3 separate regions of the Mus musculus genome follow, and all the other regions are linked to region 1. Evidence: chromatin contacts called from public Hi-C and HiChIP or PLAC-seq data. All regions are on one chromosome and are shown on one strand. Each heading gives the region's core, a stretch centred on a gene start, on an enhancer-like site or on the middle of the called end of the contact. The rest is flanking DNA. Distances are from core to core; before and after follow the strand shown. Region 1 overlaps Gm39256 (a long non-coding RNA gene). Region 2 overlaps Wwox (WW domain-containing oxidoreductase). Region 3 overlaps Wwox (WW domain-containing oxidoreductase).

What was found. A called contact is a pair of places that touch in the nucleus more often than the background predicts. HiChIP or PLAC-seq counts read pairs in DNA pulled down with a chosen protein or histone mark.
Region 2: a contact with region 1 is called in an H3K4me3 HiChIP or PLAC-seq map of bone marrow-derived macrophages, with 2.3 times the contacts expected there. The contact joins two enhancer-like sites. A contact is called at or near these places in 1 of 484 Hi-C or Micro-C datasets (bone marrow-derived macrophages) and 1 of 115 datasets of contacts at active chromatin or transcription factors (bone marrow-derived macrophages).
Region 3: a contact with region 1 is called in a Hi-C map of Th1 cells, with 2.1 times the contacts expected there. The contact joins two enhancer-like sites. A contact is called at or near these places in 2 of 484 Hi-C or Micro-C datasets (Th1 cells and Th2 cells) and 2 of 115 datasets of contacts at active chromatin or transcription factors (microglia and regulatory T cells).

Annotation. Positions count from the first base shown.
Region 1 is chr8:115,615,841-115,620,624 of GRCm38.p6, forward strand. Gm39256 (a long non-coding RNA gene) reads right to left here. Exons shown (of 2, transcript XR_879215.3): 2 at 1-4,784. Among named protein-coding and RNA genes, the nearest start is that of Gm39256, 27 kb to the right of the region's middle. Within about 2 kb of position 2,726, at least 65 of the 459 cell types and tissues checked have an H3K27ac peak or open chromatin away from gene starts, as enhancers often do. A contact at or near this core is called in Th1 cells, Th2 cells, bone marrow-derived macrophages and 1 more, where this site is marked.
Region 2 is chr8:115,274,309-115,279,375 of GRCm38.p6, forward strand. The region is part of intron 8 of Wwox (WW domain-containing oxidoreductase); the gene reads left to right. Among named protein-coding and RNA genes, the nearest start is that of Gm39257, 320 kb to the left of the region's middle. Within about 2 kb of position 2,178, at least 51 of the 459 cell types and tissues checked have an H3K27ac peak or open chromatin away from gene starts, as enhancers often do. A contact at or near this core is called in bone marrow-derived macrophages, where this site is marked.
Region 3 is chr8:115,224,491-115,228,920 of GRCm38.p6, forward strand. The region is part of intron 8 of Wwox (WW domain-containing oxidoreductase); the gene reads left to right. Among named protein-coding and RNA genes, the nearest start is that of Gm39257, 270 kb to the left of the region's middle. Within about 2 kb of position 2,936, at least 36 of the 459 cell types and tissues checked have an H3K27ac peak or open chromatin away from gene starts, as enhancers often do. A contact at or near this core is called in Th1 cells, Th2 cells and regulatory T cells, where this site is marked.

The DNA.
Region 1 (4,784 bases), core at 1,476-3,975:
GCTTTTTAGAGATGTCCCAACTCTGAACCTAGAGATATTTTTTTTTTCAAAATCCATCTTTTCTATTTGCTTCTGTTTGGGCCCATGGACATCAAACCTGTCAGCTGGGATGGATGGGTGCATACACTTTAGATAGGTGCAGAACATAGAGCATAAAGAAAATCATTGCACATAGAAAACAAAATTCAGTGAGCTAGAAAACATAGTACATGAACGAATCTCGATGCAACATGCTGCTTTGTATGTGGCACATGGGATAGGAAACTCCTGGGGGCTGAAATTTGTGGCTGTCTTGAGATAATAAGGTGGAGAAAGTAGAAATGGCGTGGGGTACTGACTGAGACATGTTTTCTTTTGGGGATGGTGGGAGTCTTCTGTAACTTTAGGAGTTGATGCTTATAGGTTGAACACAGTAAGTGTTCCAGAATCGCTGTCAAGTGGATGGCTTTAGGGTCAATGCGTTTCACCTGAAATATATAAAAGTAAGTTAAAGCCGGGCAGTGGTGGCGCACACCTTTAATCCCAGCACTTGGGGGGCAGAGGCAGGTGGATTTCTGAGTTCGAGGCCAGCCTGGTCTACAGAGTGAGTTCCAGGACAGCCAGGGCTACACAGAGAAACCCTGTCTTAAAAAAACAAAAACAAAAACAAAAAACAAACAAACAAAAAACAAACAAACAAAAAAAAAAAACCCAACCAAACAAAAAAAGTAAGTTAAGTCCATGCAGGATGCTGCCCTGGAGAACACACTGACACCTTTATCTATATCTTTCTTGGTTCCTAACCCATCACATGTGATCACAGGACTCAGGCCACTGGCCTTATGGCACCTTGGTGAAACCCACTCCTAGGTGTGGTGGTAAGGTACACATATGTACAAAAAGAAAGAGAAGAAGGGGAGGGAGGAAGAAGAGAAGGAAGGGTGAAGTAGGCAGGAGAGTCAAGCTCTGTGTTCAGCAAAGGACAGGGTACATCCTTAGACATGGCTCATGGTGGTCGCTAAGAGCCTTCTGCCTCTTCTGGCCAGGAGGAAGAAGGAGACAGGGAGCGCACAGGAAAGAAACCAGGAGCGCAGTCTCCTCCCACACCCACACTGGATGAGGAGCCCTTTCTGTCTCCCCTTCCCCAGCTTTGCCAGAGAGCTCAATGTTTACACAGCTTGGTTGGCAAGCGTGTTGGCAGGGGACTCAAGGCCCTGCTGGGGCACTGAGCCTGGCTCCGAGAGACCTGTTCCTATCTGCCCACATCCTCCTGCACTCCTGGCTAGATACAGGCAGGTCTGGGCCAGCGCAGGGTAGGAAAGACCTGGGGAGCTTGGCCAGTGCTGCTGTTTCCTTGGCCCGAGCATGTGATCCACTCTCAGCTGGGCCCTAGCCTGGCAGGGCCTTCTCCTGGCCTGCTGGTTTCTCTGGGGGATGTGTGTTGTTTTGAGCCCTGGGTTTTTAAACACTGTAGTCCTAGCTACAAAAGAGCCAAATCTCTCCCATTCCATGGGTTTCGGTGAAGGTTTTGTTTTAGACACAGTCTGTAGCTTTTATTTGAGAGGTGGTTGGCTTAGACCTATGCAGCTCTGGCTGGGTTCCAACTTGTGAGAAACCTCCTGCCTCAGCCTTCCAGGTGCTGGGACGACAGGCCTGAGCCACTACTCCTATTGGGTGAGTGTGCTTTTGTCAGAACCTTGCCTACTCTTGCCAGGAGAAACCGCTTAGCAATAAGGTCTGCACCCAGAATTTATAGAAAGAATGGAAGAAAGGAGATGTGAAAACATTCCAGGCAGATGGGCCAGGGAGTGCTGATGTAGAAGGAGGGACCAGGGGTCTGGCCCCTGCATTGATGCACGTCAGGTGGAGCCATTACCAGGGAGGGCTCTAGAAGTAGATTAGCAAGACCTCTCTGCCACTTGCCAGTTGTGCAAGCTTAGGAAAGCTGCTAGACCTTCCAGTGCCGCAGTTTCTTTGTCTGAAAAGTGGGTACAGCACCTGTGTTCATGTTTTAGGTTGACTCTGAGTTCAGCACATGCAAAATCCCCCTGCCCCTGTGCTATGGCCTGTGACTCAATCAATATAAGTTATTGGTACTGAAAATACCCTTTGTTTCCCTAGGGATATGCATATTTGGAAAATGATGCCATGATATTCCTTCCAGGCTTTAATGGGGTTCACCAACTGGTTCCTGGTGATGGCTATTGAATGTCACCACTATCTTTTCGGCAGCCTCTACTTTCATTTGTGGTGAAGCCACATAGAGGGTGCTCTGGTTTACAGAGTTCCAGAATGGGACGTGTCTCACGTGTGCACCCTGTCTCTGAAAGACTGCTGACCAAAGAGATACTGTAAAGGCACACACTCAATTCTGCTGCCAGAACCACAAGGCAAAAACACACAACAGGTGACAGGGCATCCTGGCGTGTGAGCTGACTCTCACAGAGCTCAGAGGACTCTTGAGTTTGTGAGTTCTCCAGTACTTTCTTGACATGTTTTTATTTTGTTTTGTTTTGTTTTGTTTTGTTTTTCCCCTGAACACAAGGACACACACTTGTCCTGAGTCCTGGAAAAGAGTAGCTCTTGCACATTGGTGTGACACATATACACACTAATGCCCATGTGTGTGTGTGTGTGTGTGTGTGTGTGTGTCCGTGTGCATGTGTACGTGCGCATGTGTATGTACAGATCAGGAGGAGCCACAAACTGGCCCACCCACCGATGACACAGCCAAGCCTGAAGCCGCAGCTGGGGGAGAACGGAAGCGGTAGACGCTGACTCATGAGAATCTCCTTGCACACCAAACAGGCAATGATTTCGCTCTGCCTTCCTTAGGTGTCTTTTGCAGATGATGTATGAATCACCTTATTTACCTTCTCCTTCCCAACCTCCTGCTTTATTATTTTTAATAATGCCATGCCAGCTCCGAGGAGGAGTTTCCTTTGCAAAAAGAAAAAAAAAAAAAAGAAAGAAAAAAAAAGTGGGGAAGGGAAGAAAATCAGCCTCTAACTCTCCATCCTCATTACTTCGCAAACATGCTCTTTCTACAGTCCTGTGTGAGAGAGGGGGGACACAAGATGAGTTGGTTCTAGGCAAGCCTCAAATCCGAATATAAACAGTAATAAATTCAGGTCTTGATTCTAGGGGGGAAGCCATAAAGTTTTCATCGTCTTTAATGAGAATAAAAATGCCGTTGCGTGAACACTTTTTAATTTTAAAATAAAGAAGACTAGAGTGCATGGAGAGGCAGGATAGCTTAAGTGTGCTTGTGCTGGGCTCCCAAAAGCACAGTCCTGGTTCTGCACTGGCTGCATGAGTGCATGCATGTATGTGTGGGTGCACATGCCTGTGTGTGGGTGTGGGCATGCTAGTGCAAATCTGCCCTCGCCACTTGTTTATATCCAGTGCTTGGCATTCTCTCAGCTGCAGAGTCCACACTGTCCCTGTGTGACACCTGTGCTTCAGCTTCCAGATGACGAAACAAGGATGCAGAGATTTCCGAGGTACCTGTGGTTGTACAGTTCCCTTAAGAGCCTACGCTGCAACCTGGTCCTCCTTGCCTCAAGCTCCCGAGCATATGTTCCAAAAACCCTTCTAGGTTTTTATCCAGAAATATTGCCTTGATTAGATGTGGCAAGAAAGCCGCAGACTGACACACCTCACGGCTCCATCCGTCATATATAAAATAAAGCATCTTAGGGGACTGAGATGTCATCTCTCTAGCCTGTCACCAAACACAGAGATCTTTTCTCCAGATTTCCCTGCTTTGGACTCTCAGGATTATTACCTGTGACAGGGACCTCATTGCCTATCGAGGAAGCCTCTTCCAGGCTCCCACAGCTTGCTCAATCAGAGTGTCTGTTTTCACCATGGGAAACAGGCCTCCTCATCTCCTGTTGGATCTTTCCTTCAGTACAGATTTCCCTAGCCTTGTGGACTGGCTACCTCTTTGAACAGACCATTTTCCAACCCTGAGCTGTTTCTTCCACAAGCCAGCCAGCTGGGCTTCCAGAACACCTGCACATGTGGCCATCACCTGCTGATCTCAGGCTGGAGAAAGCTTTGCTTACTTGAACGTGACTTTGGCGTGTGAGGGATATGTTCCTCAGCCCACAGTATCTTGGGCTTACTGTGTTAGTTATTCTTCTCAGGATTGTAATAAGACACCCAACAGAAGCAACCTAAAGGAAGAAGGGTTTATTTTGGTTTGTGGTTAGAGGGGTACAATCCATCAAGGCGTGGATTCACAATGGCAGGATCATGAAGCAGCTGATCATCTTGTATCCACAGACCAGAATCAGCTTCTTTTCTCCATTTTATCCAATTCTCAAGACAACACACGCAGTAGTGCCATCACGTTCAGGTGAGTATTTTCATCTCAGTTGACCAGATCTAGAAACTTCTTCACAGACATGATCATGAGGCTCACTCCCAGATGGTTCTACTTCCCATCTAAGTGAAACTTAGCACTAGTCATCCCAGCATTGCATAGAAGGGATGGGAGCAAAGGCTCTTGGGGTGGAAGACAGCTTGCAACTTAGAATCCAAAACCTCTTCAAGGTGTCCCATTAGGGGAGCAATGAGGATCTGCTCTAATCTCCAATGACCACCCGAGTCGCTTTACCCAAGAGGAGCTTCGTGCCTGATAATGAGGGAGCGTCCTTTCCCAGACTCTGGAATGACGAGGGTGTGCCATTTATAAAAATTAACTGCTTAATGGCTCACAGACCCTCCACATTTGAATATAAAGTAACAGTAAAATCCTCGTAAGGACTAAGTCAGGTTTTACGGCAGAGAAAAAGAAT
Region 2 (5,067 bases), core at 928-3,427, 340 kb before region 1:
TTCTTACCTGTTTTCTTTCTTTTTCTTTTAAAAAGATCTCATCTGTAGTCCCAAGAAACTGACAAAGTGCACCAGTCTTGCCCAGGAATACAGAACTCAGACATTATACCTAAAAGTAGGTTTAGGGATATGTCCCTAAAATGCAGTCCATTCAGTCTGACAGATGAGCCGGGTGGCCAACAGAATCTTGAAACTTCTGTGTTCTTTGGTCGGTGACACACAGGATGCTGCTGTTCTTAGAACTGAGTTCATTTCTACAGGGGGTACTAATGGCAGTCCCAGCTCAGCATCCCCTAAACCAACATCCCCCAGACCAGCATCCATCAGCCCTTATATTTTTTGCCCTCTTGGTAGTGATGAGTGCTTAGCTAGTCTTTTGTGTGCCCTCCAGCATGGCACCTTCTGGAATTCACCAGACTCTTGCTCTCTGGGAAATCAGCAGAAAACGATGCCAATTCTTGATTCCTCTTGAACTTCACGCAGATCTCTCCCCTCTGTGCCTGTATGAAGACAGCAAGTAGCCTGCAGCCTGCTAACTGCCACATTCGTGATTAAGACACACCACACACGTCTTCATGTATAGGCGTAGAGGCCAGCCTGCTTCAGAGAACACCGTGTGCCTGCTCATCTTGCCTGCACCTCTTATCTAGGAAACTTAAGCTTTCAGGATGAGTGATATGGAGAACATGACATCTACTTGTGTCATTAGATGGATGTCAATACTTTTGACCGAGGGGACAGGTTGCAACACACCAGTCTGAAAATGAACAGACTCATAGTTATCCAGAAACACTTCTTGTTACTCAAATGGTTTCCACATAGGAGGTCTCTGTGGCCTTTTCTTTCAATGTCCCTACTAGGAAGGGTGCTTGGGTCCTGGGTTTGAAATAGAGCTGGTTAGATCTCCCACTTTCTACAAGAGAAAATCAAAACCAAACGAATTTTACAAAGCGAACACAGGTCTTTGACCTGCTGGCATAAATCTTTGGTTGGAGGAAACAAGCACTTTCAAAATTCTCATTTTCATCAGAAAGAAGTTTTACCTGATCGTTTGAACTCTAAAAGACTCTAAATTTAAAACATCCCACCTGCTCATCCCACCCCCAACCCCCACCCCTGCACAAACAAACCCCGTTTGTTCTTCTTCCTCAAACCCCGCCCCCTGCTCTCAAGCAGAAAAGCCCGGATCACTCCTTGTCTCCATGTTTCTGAAAAGCCACCCAAAAGTGACCATGGTCACCACCCACCCCACACCCAAGACCAATAAAACTCCCTTGCTTTAGCCTGGGCATGTGACTCCATTGACCTCTACCCATGAATCAGTGAATCCATCTGAGAGCTGCCTCTCAATAAACCCGCCCTCATACTCTTGATGTGGCTTGAATTGGCTCGTTACATTGGGAGAGAAACCTGAAAGTTAACCTTTGCTCCTGAACTGGTGGATTCTGGGAGGGATGGTTGTTATTTTCAGCCGTGCACCCCTTTGTTGAGCCTGCCAGGCTCCAGTGGATAACTCCAAACCCGTGGTCATTGGAGAAGGCCTTGGTTAAAAATCAGCGGTGGCTCAGGAATTGTGCAGAAGAGTTTTGTTAGGAAGAGGGGCCATTGGCAGAGGTGGGAAACAGCTAAGAGGGGGGGGGGGGGGGGAGGAATGAATATCCAGAGTACACTGTATAGACATGTATGGAATTACCCAAACAAAATCAATTAATGGTAAATGTTTTCTGCTGTGCCTGTCTAGACAGAAGGGCAAAAGGGTCTCAGGGCACTTGGGTTGTCTTGAGTGACGGGGAAGAAGTGGCCACATGGCACTGTCCCACTTCCTGAAGAATGGCAAGGATGGGCCACCACTCATTCCACAAATGCGTAGAGTCCTCGAGAGGCCAGGATCTAGACAGGCTCACCACAGCTGAGAGGACAGATCAGCTGCGTCCTGGATCCTCTCACTGCTTCCATTTGGAGGAGGCACAGGAGAAAGGCAAGGAAATCACAGGGTTATAAAATGACTTCTAGAAAGTGATACCTTCCTGTGTCTCTGGGCATGAAACACAGGCTAGAGAGATTTAAAAAAAAAAAAAAGAAGTTGGGTGGAAACGGTTTCAGTGGTATTGCAGAGCTAGTGGTACCAGCAAAAGCCCATTGTGCCATGTCCTGTGGGCAGTGACATCATGGGTGGTAGCCTGAGTTTAGCCACAGGGCTAGTATTGTTACCAGGGAAACTGGCCCCTCCCTGCTGCAGCCGACCTAACACTGAACAGAAAACCAGGAAGAAAGTTGTTTACTGGAAAGAATTTTCATTTTGAGTTTCAATATAAAATCAGAGGCTCTGTGTGTGTGTGTGTGTGTGTGTGTGTGTGTGTGTGTGTGTGTGTGTGTGTTTGTGTGTGTTTGTGTGTGTGTGTATGTGTGTGTCTTCTTTGAATCGGCTTATCATGAACCATTTCTCAAGTTACTATTCATTTTTTTAGTATTTGCTTACTCTTTTAGTTATTCTTACATGTGCATGCTTTTGCACGTATGTGCATGTTTACATGTGTATGCTGCTCTGTGTGTGGATGGTCTTGGAAACCAGCAGAGGGTGTTGGATCCTTTGGAGCTGAAGTCACAGGTGGTTGTGAGCCACCCAGCATGGGTGCTGGGAACCAAACCAAGTCTTTCAAAGGAATGGCAACTGCTCCTCCCAACTGAGCCATCACTCCAGCCCCCACTAGATTATTCCTTTTGTTTTTAAGAAAGGCAAGCCATATCTTACATCCTGTTTCTGTTGTTTGTGTGGGTGTTATTGCTTTTGATGTTTTAGAGACAGGATTTATCCTCTAAGCAGCCCAAGCTAGGTATGGACTTACTTTGTAACCCAGGCTATCCTTGAACTTAATCTACAATACTGGTTCCTAGCTCCACCTTCTGAGTGCTGGAACTATAGGCATGTGCTACCATGCCATGCTTAGTCCTTGCTCCCTCCTTCCTTCCCTCCCTCCCTCCCTCCCTCCCTCCCTCCCTCCCTCCCTCCCTTCCTTCCTTCTTTCCTGCCCTCTCTCTCCCTCCCTCCCTCCCCCTCTGTCTCTGTCTCTGTCTCTCTCCTGTGGGTGTATATGTGTGTCCATGCATCTGTGTCTTACTGTGCAGCCCAAGCCACCTCAAATTTCCAATCCTCCTGCCTCAGCCTCCTGAGTGCTGGCATCGCTCCACTCCTGGCTCTCAAATGGCTATTTTTTTTCCCCACAGCATTTTTAGAAACACAAAGGAGAAGGCTGATTTTTTTTTTTTTAAATCTGGCCTGCTCTTCAACGTTAAGTGCACTGATTCAAGTGGCTGCAGATTTTATGGCTTCTCCCCAGAACAGGAGCTCCCCCTTTCCATTCTCCTCAGGCTCACCCATAAAGCTTTTCTGTTTTTTGGGGGGGGGTGTGTGGGAGGGGGAAAATTCCCAAAAATCTGTCTGGTATATATTACAAAAACTATTACCACCTAACACATTTCACGTATTTAAATTATTTGTTCTATTAAAACGTCAGCACATCTCTTGAATTTTAATCGTGCCTGAGGATCAATCACCGAAACGGCTGCAGGGAAGACTTTACGACTTACCTGAACAGTGGCCTGCTCTGCGGCTTGGCTGTATAGGGACGCTTCCAGTTTAATACGTTTTATTAGCTGGCGAGAACCACCCAAGCAGCTTCTTTTAGAAGTCTTATTCTTGATCCCAGTGAGAATTTACACAGAACCATTAGAAAAAAAATTCTTTCAATGACAATGAAAATTATGATAATAGTAGACCAAGCGAATATTAGCCAATCAGGGTGGAGCATCCTGCTGTGTAGCACACCCAGGCTTCGTGGGGAAAATGCCCTTTGACCTTCACAGCAGTGTTATTGTATCTACACAAAGGCTGTCTTCATAGTACTCAGGAGAAACTGGGGGCAGAGGGACTTCAGTGCCTAGGACCACCTAGCTAGTATTCAGGTCCCTATCTGCTGGAATGAGGTCCCAGCAGCTAGCCCACCATGCAATACCAGCCTATGTCCGTCATGATAGGATCAACTTATTTTGTTCTAAAAGGACAGAATCTTCCCCCTGGTTTTTGCCATTGATCAGCCATGTAGGCTAGGGCAGACTGTTGGCCGTCTTTAATGTTCAGATCTTCCAGAGGGTACTTGGGGTGGGGGTATTAATAGCACCTACTTGGAAAGGTCCTTTGAGGAACCCAGGCATTGTGTTAGCTGCCCTTACTAAGCTGCCCGGTGTTGGTCATCTACACAAGAGACAGACACTGAAAACTCTAGGGAGCAAAGGGCAGGAAGTGCACACCAAACTCTGCTGGCCACCGGGAGCCCATGGGTGCTCAGTCTTTTTCTCCTGTATCTCTGCTTCTTGTTTGCGGCATGACAAAACCGCTGCTGAGTTTTCCAGAGCGTGCAAGCAGACAGGGAATGCTTCTTGGAGAGAAAAGAACGCATCCTTCATTATGTAAAGTTGGTCCATCATGCCTTTCCTAGACTCTTGCGTGCGAGGAGGTATGCACATACATGTGTGTGTTCAGACACTGGTCAGATAAGGATCCTGGGTGTCCTAGCCAATCATTCCACCTCATCCCCTTGAAACAGAGTCTTTCACTGAACCTGGAGCTAGGCTGGCAGCCAGCAAGACCCCACCATGATCCTCCTGCCTCCATATCCCAGGCATTACCAGTACATGCCCTCATGCCAGCCTTTTTACATGGGTTCTGGGGATTTGAACTCAGGTCCTTATGCTTAGACAGCCATTCTCTGAGCCATCTCCCCAGATCCCCTTTCAAAATACACACATACACATACACACACACACACACACACACACACACACACACACACACGTATATGGCACATGAGTGTAGGGGCTATGGGCATATGCTACGACACTCATATGGAGGCCAAAGGATACTTGATAGGGTCAGTTTTCCAATTACACCGAGATTATCAGGGATCAAACTCATCATTAGATTTTTGGCAAATACTTTTACCTACTGAGCTCTGAACCATCGCCCTAGTCATCCTTTTTTTTTTTTTTTTAAGAAAAAAAATCTCATTT
Region 3 (4,430 bases), core at 1,686-4,185, 390 kb before region 1:
GACCATCCATCCATCCACTCATGCATTCATCTACTCATCTATCCCATCCATACATGGATCCATCCATCCATCCATCCATCCATCCATCCACTCATCCATCTATCCACTCATGCATTCATATACTCATCTATCCCATCCATCCATGGATCCATCCATGGATCCATCCATCCATCCATCCATCCATCCACTCATCCATCTATCCAACCATCCACCTATTCATCTATCCCATCTATCCATCCATCCATCCATCCACCCACCCATCCACCACAGAATACTCTCCCCTGTGACATTTGGAGCCAGTCTTCCCTTCGAGTTGGTTGCCCCTTCCCCAGCTATTCTTTTGGACTGGTTCTCATTATCCCGGTTTCCCCTTATAAGCTGGTGCCATACTCTGTAACCCTCAGAGATCTTTAAACACTTGGCCTTGACTTTTCATTCACTCATCCTTTCCCTGTCCACCACCTAACTCACTTTCTTACCCTGTGACACTTTATACATCTGACGACAGTCACAGTTATTAGGGCACATTTATGTCTAACCCAGTCTTTGCAACTGGGAACTATACCATTATTTTACAGACACTGCAAATTCTTCAAACACCTGTCTTTGGAATGAGGGAGCAGCGCTTAACCACCAATGTTATTGAAACATATGCCTCTCTGGGCACAGCTTTACCCCTTTGAGTGGATGTAGAAAATTTGGCAGACGAAAAATAAGCAAATTGATCCTCAAGCTGTCCCTTCTACCACCTGGGATATTGATTGAGTTAAGATACCTGATTTGATTTCTCCCACAGATATAGGTTGAGTATTTATTCTTGACCATGCCAAGCCCTGAGATTACAACAAGGATTGAAATATGAAAGCCATTGCCCTTGTGGGCTTTAGTGTCTGCAACCGCTAGAAACTTTTCAAGTGAACCCAACTAAAACAGCCTGTGGAGACAGAGAAGACTGGGATATTATGCTAAATCAGTGTTTGGTGATGGGAGGTCCCATGCAGTCCATAACAAAGTGGCTCGTCCCCCTGGTCACTCTTAGCATAGGATACTGACTTTGCATGCTGCTATTTATGATTTTGCCATTCATAACAGCATACAGAGTATCATGGACTCCAAACTCCAAATTCTTATGAGAGGCTCAGAAAGGATGAGTAGAGTCCCCCATGTATACCTTGATCAAGTTTTCTGTGTCAGAAGACAGAATTTTCTTAGATGATTCTAGTTTTTATTTTAAGAGAAAGAGAACAGATTTCCTAAAATTAGGTGGCATCATTAATTCCTTTTAATTAAGGTAATTTATTTGAGCCTGATCTAATGAATGACACATGCCTACAGCACCAGCAATGCAGAGGCTGAAGTAAGTGGATCCCTAGACTAGATAATCATACCCTATGTTAAAACCAAAAGAAAACAAACAATAAAATTAATAATTTCCTTTTCAAATGAGCTCTTCTTATATAGTCATTATACAGTAGTGAAAAAGGTTGTTGTGTTTACAAATATACATACACACAGACACACACACATAAACTGACACAGAGATGTGGATCCTAACACACACCTACAAACACACAGAACAAACACATGGACACAGACATATACAGAAACACTCAGACATACACCACAGACAGACGCACAAACACAGAAACTCACACAGAGGCGTGAATACTATCATATGTAGGTATACAAGGACACAGGCACAGACACATAGACACTGACATACATAGACACACCCACAGACATACACCACACACACACACACACACACACACACACACACACACACACACACACCACTCACATTTTTTCAGCCTTCTAGATTTGCAACAACTTTATCGCAGGAGCTCTTGGTACACATTCCAGGGGCCGTGGTTCCCAAGTGCTCTGGGAGGAAGAAGACCCAGAGGAGTACTGGGCAGAAACTTCCTGCTCTCTCTAAGGTGATTATTGAAAAGCTGCTTCTTGTGGTCATTTCTACAGTGGTGTGGCCTAGGGAGGTGGATCTTATATTCTGGAATCATTCCCAACTTTCCCGTCAGCGATATGAAGCTAGACAAAAATTGTAATCACCCTGTCCCTTGGTTTCTTCAATGGGCCAGGCTTCTCACACTGCAGTCCATGTAAATGGGGGGGGGGCATATTAATGGATAGATAGCTCAGAAACCCAAGGAGCTGGGAATGTCTTAGTTGGTAGAGTACTTGCCTGACATGCCCTGGGCTCATCTCGAGCACTGCATGAGCTAGGCAAGACTATGCTTGCCCCTTAATCCTAGCACTTGGGAGGTGGAAGCAGAAAGATCGGGAGTTCAAGGGCATCTTTGGTTTCACAGGACGTATAAGGCCGGCTTAGGTTACTTAAGGCCCTTGCTTAAAACGAGAAAGAAAAAGAGGAACACAAGAAATGGAGGAGAGAATGAGAATGAGGAAAGAAAGAACAAAGGAAGGAAGGAAGGCAGGCAGTTTAGACGGACAGGCAGATAACAATTACCAGGAAGCTAAGCCCGCCTCCCCTCCCGCCCCGCCAATGCAGGCCATATAAGACACAGAGCTGCCTTGCCCAGTAGGTTCTCATGTCATCTATCTGCCTCTGGTCTAAGGCTGACACTTTGCTCTACATGAGTGACAAAGCAGATTGCTTCCTCCCACTCCTGCGGGTTAAGACCCCTTTCCCTACCTCAGTTTCACTCTGACTGGCAACTTCACTCAGAATGAAACATTAGCAAAAAAAAAAAAAAAAAAAAGACTCAAGATGTTGGCTGAACAGCAAAGGGAGAGTCGATACAAGATTCAAAACCGAGCGCCGGGAGACCACTCGTGAGAAATTCCATAAGCACAACGGTGTGGTTTATGTCACAATCGGTCTGTTGAAATGAAGCCGCCGGGGCCAGGTGGAATGCTAGCATTGTCAACTGTAGCCTCAGGCCTCAGAACCTCTTAACTCAGTGTTGGCTGGTGGGTTAAACACCGGGGAGCTTATGACACATCTGCTTCCCTGACAGGCATCTGAAAAAGGGAAAAAAATTGAGCACAATTGAAAGCAACATGAAAGTCAGTTTGCTTCAGCCCCGTGTCTGCTGCTGACAAGGGGTAGCATCCCCGCTGTAGCGTAGAGACAATACCAAGTGCATGGATTTGATCTGAGAGCTAAACGGGGAAGGGTGAGACCCTGGCACAGGACTGGGGCAAGCAGGTGCTTAGCAATGGAGACTTCTTGGGGGCATTTTCTAGACCTGTGGAAGGGTTGAAAATAGACCAAAGAAGCAGTGTGCCTGGCCCCTGGCCAATCTTCATAGGATTCGTAGGTATAGAGCAGATACCTCCTGCATGAACTATGACCAGCCAGCCAGGGCTTTGGATCTTAACACATTTAGCCCCCCCTGCATAGGCCATTTCAGACGGGCAGCTTGGTCTTTAGGATGTCGCTAAGTGTTGCCCACCGTACACATAAATGATAGCAGAGGTGCACACCGAGTTCAGGGAGGGTCTCCTTTAAGGAGTTCAGGGGGACAAGATGAAGCTTGTCTAATTCTGAACTCTGTATGGGAGAGCTGCGAGTGACCTCCCCTGTCACTTTTAGTTAAGACAGGGCGTTGGAATTCTGGCCTTCGCCATTTGGCTCTTCTCACCTCGGTTATAAGCTTAGACGATATAAAGTGAAGGAAGAGCTCCAACATATTAGGGCCTCCATAATCGAATCTTCCTGGTCACTCTGGCTACCATCAAACACTACAGCGTTCCTATTTCAGAACACAGGGTAGAGATACCTCCTAACTCCGCTTAATAACGGGGAATTGTGTGATTTGGTTCACCCAATAGAATCCGACCAACAGTCACATATTTCATGTCCAGGAGGAAAGAATTTGAGAGTCACTGTGAGCCCTACCTCACCCTCCTTTTGTGGCCCCAGAATCCAGAAATGTGCTGTCCACGTGAGTCTTGCCCTTTCCCTTCCGAGTCCCTGTGTTGACCATGGTCACCTGAGTTTCCCTGCCAGCCTTCCTACTGACTGTGGGGGAAATGAGCCTTTGTTGCCAGTTGCTGAGATTTCAGAGGCATTTGCTCCTGCAATAGGACCCAGCCTCTCTTGCCATAAAACTTTACACTGCATTGTTTTATTCGTCTGCTTATGTGTGATTATGACTCCAACCTCCTTCCAAATGTGTTACAAACTCTAATGCATGATGAGGCAATTAAGTTCCAAGCCAAACAGAGACAACTGCACAGCACCGAGGGAATACACCGTTACAATCAGCTCGTCCCTAACACCCGGCCCCCGAATTCACTCCAAGTTTTGACTCAAGTGCAAAGAGAGCCATGTGGAGTTCAGCGATTCTCACTGAGGTCTTGTCTTAACTCCTTGGCAACTTTTATGTTTTCCTAGGGAGGGTCTTTTGCCAGATGGTCGCAATGTTCATCTTCCCGTTTCGTTT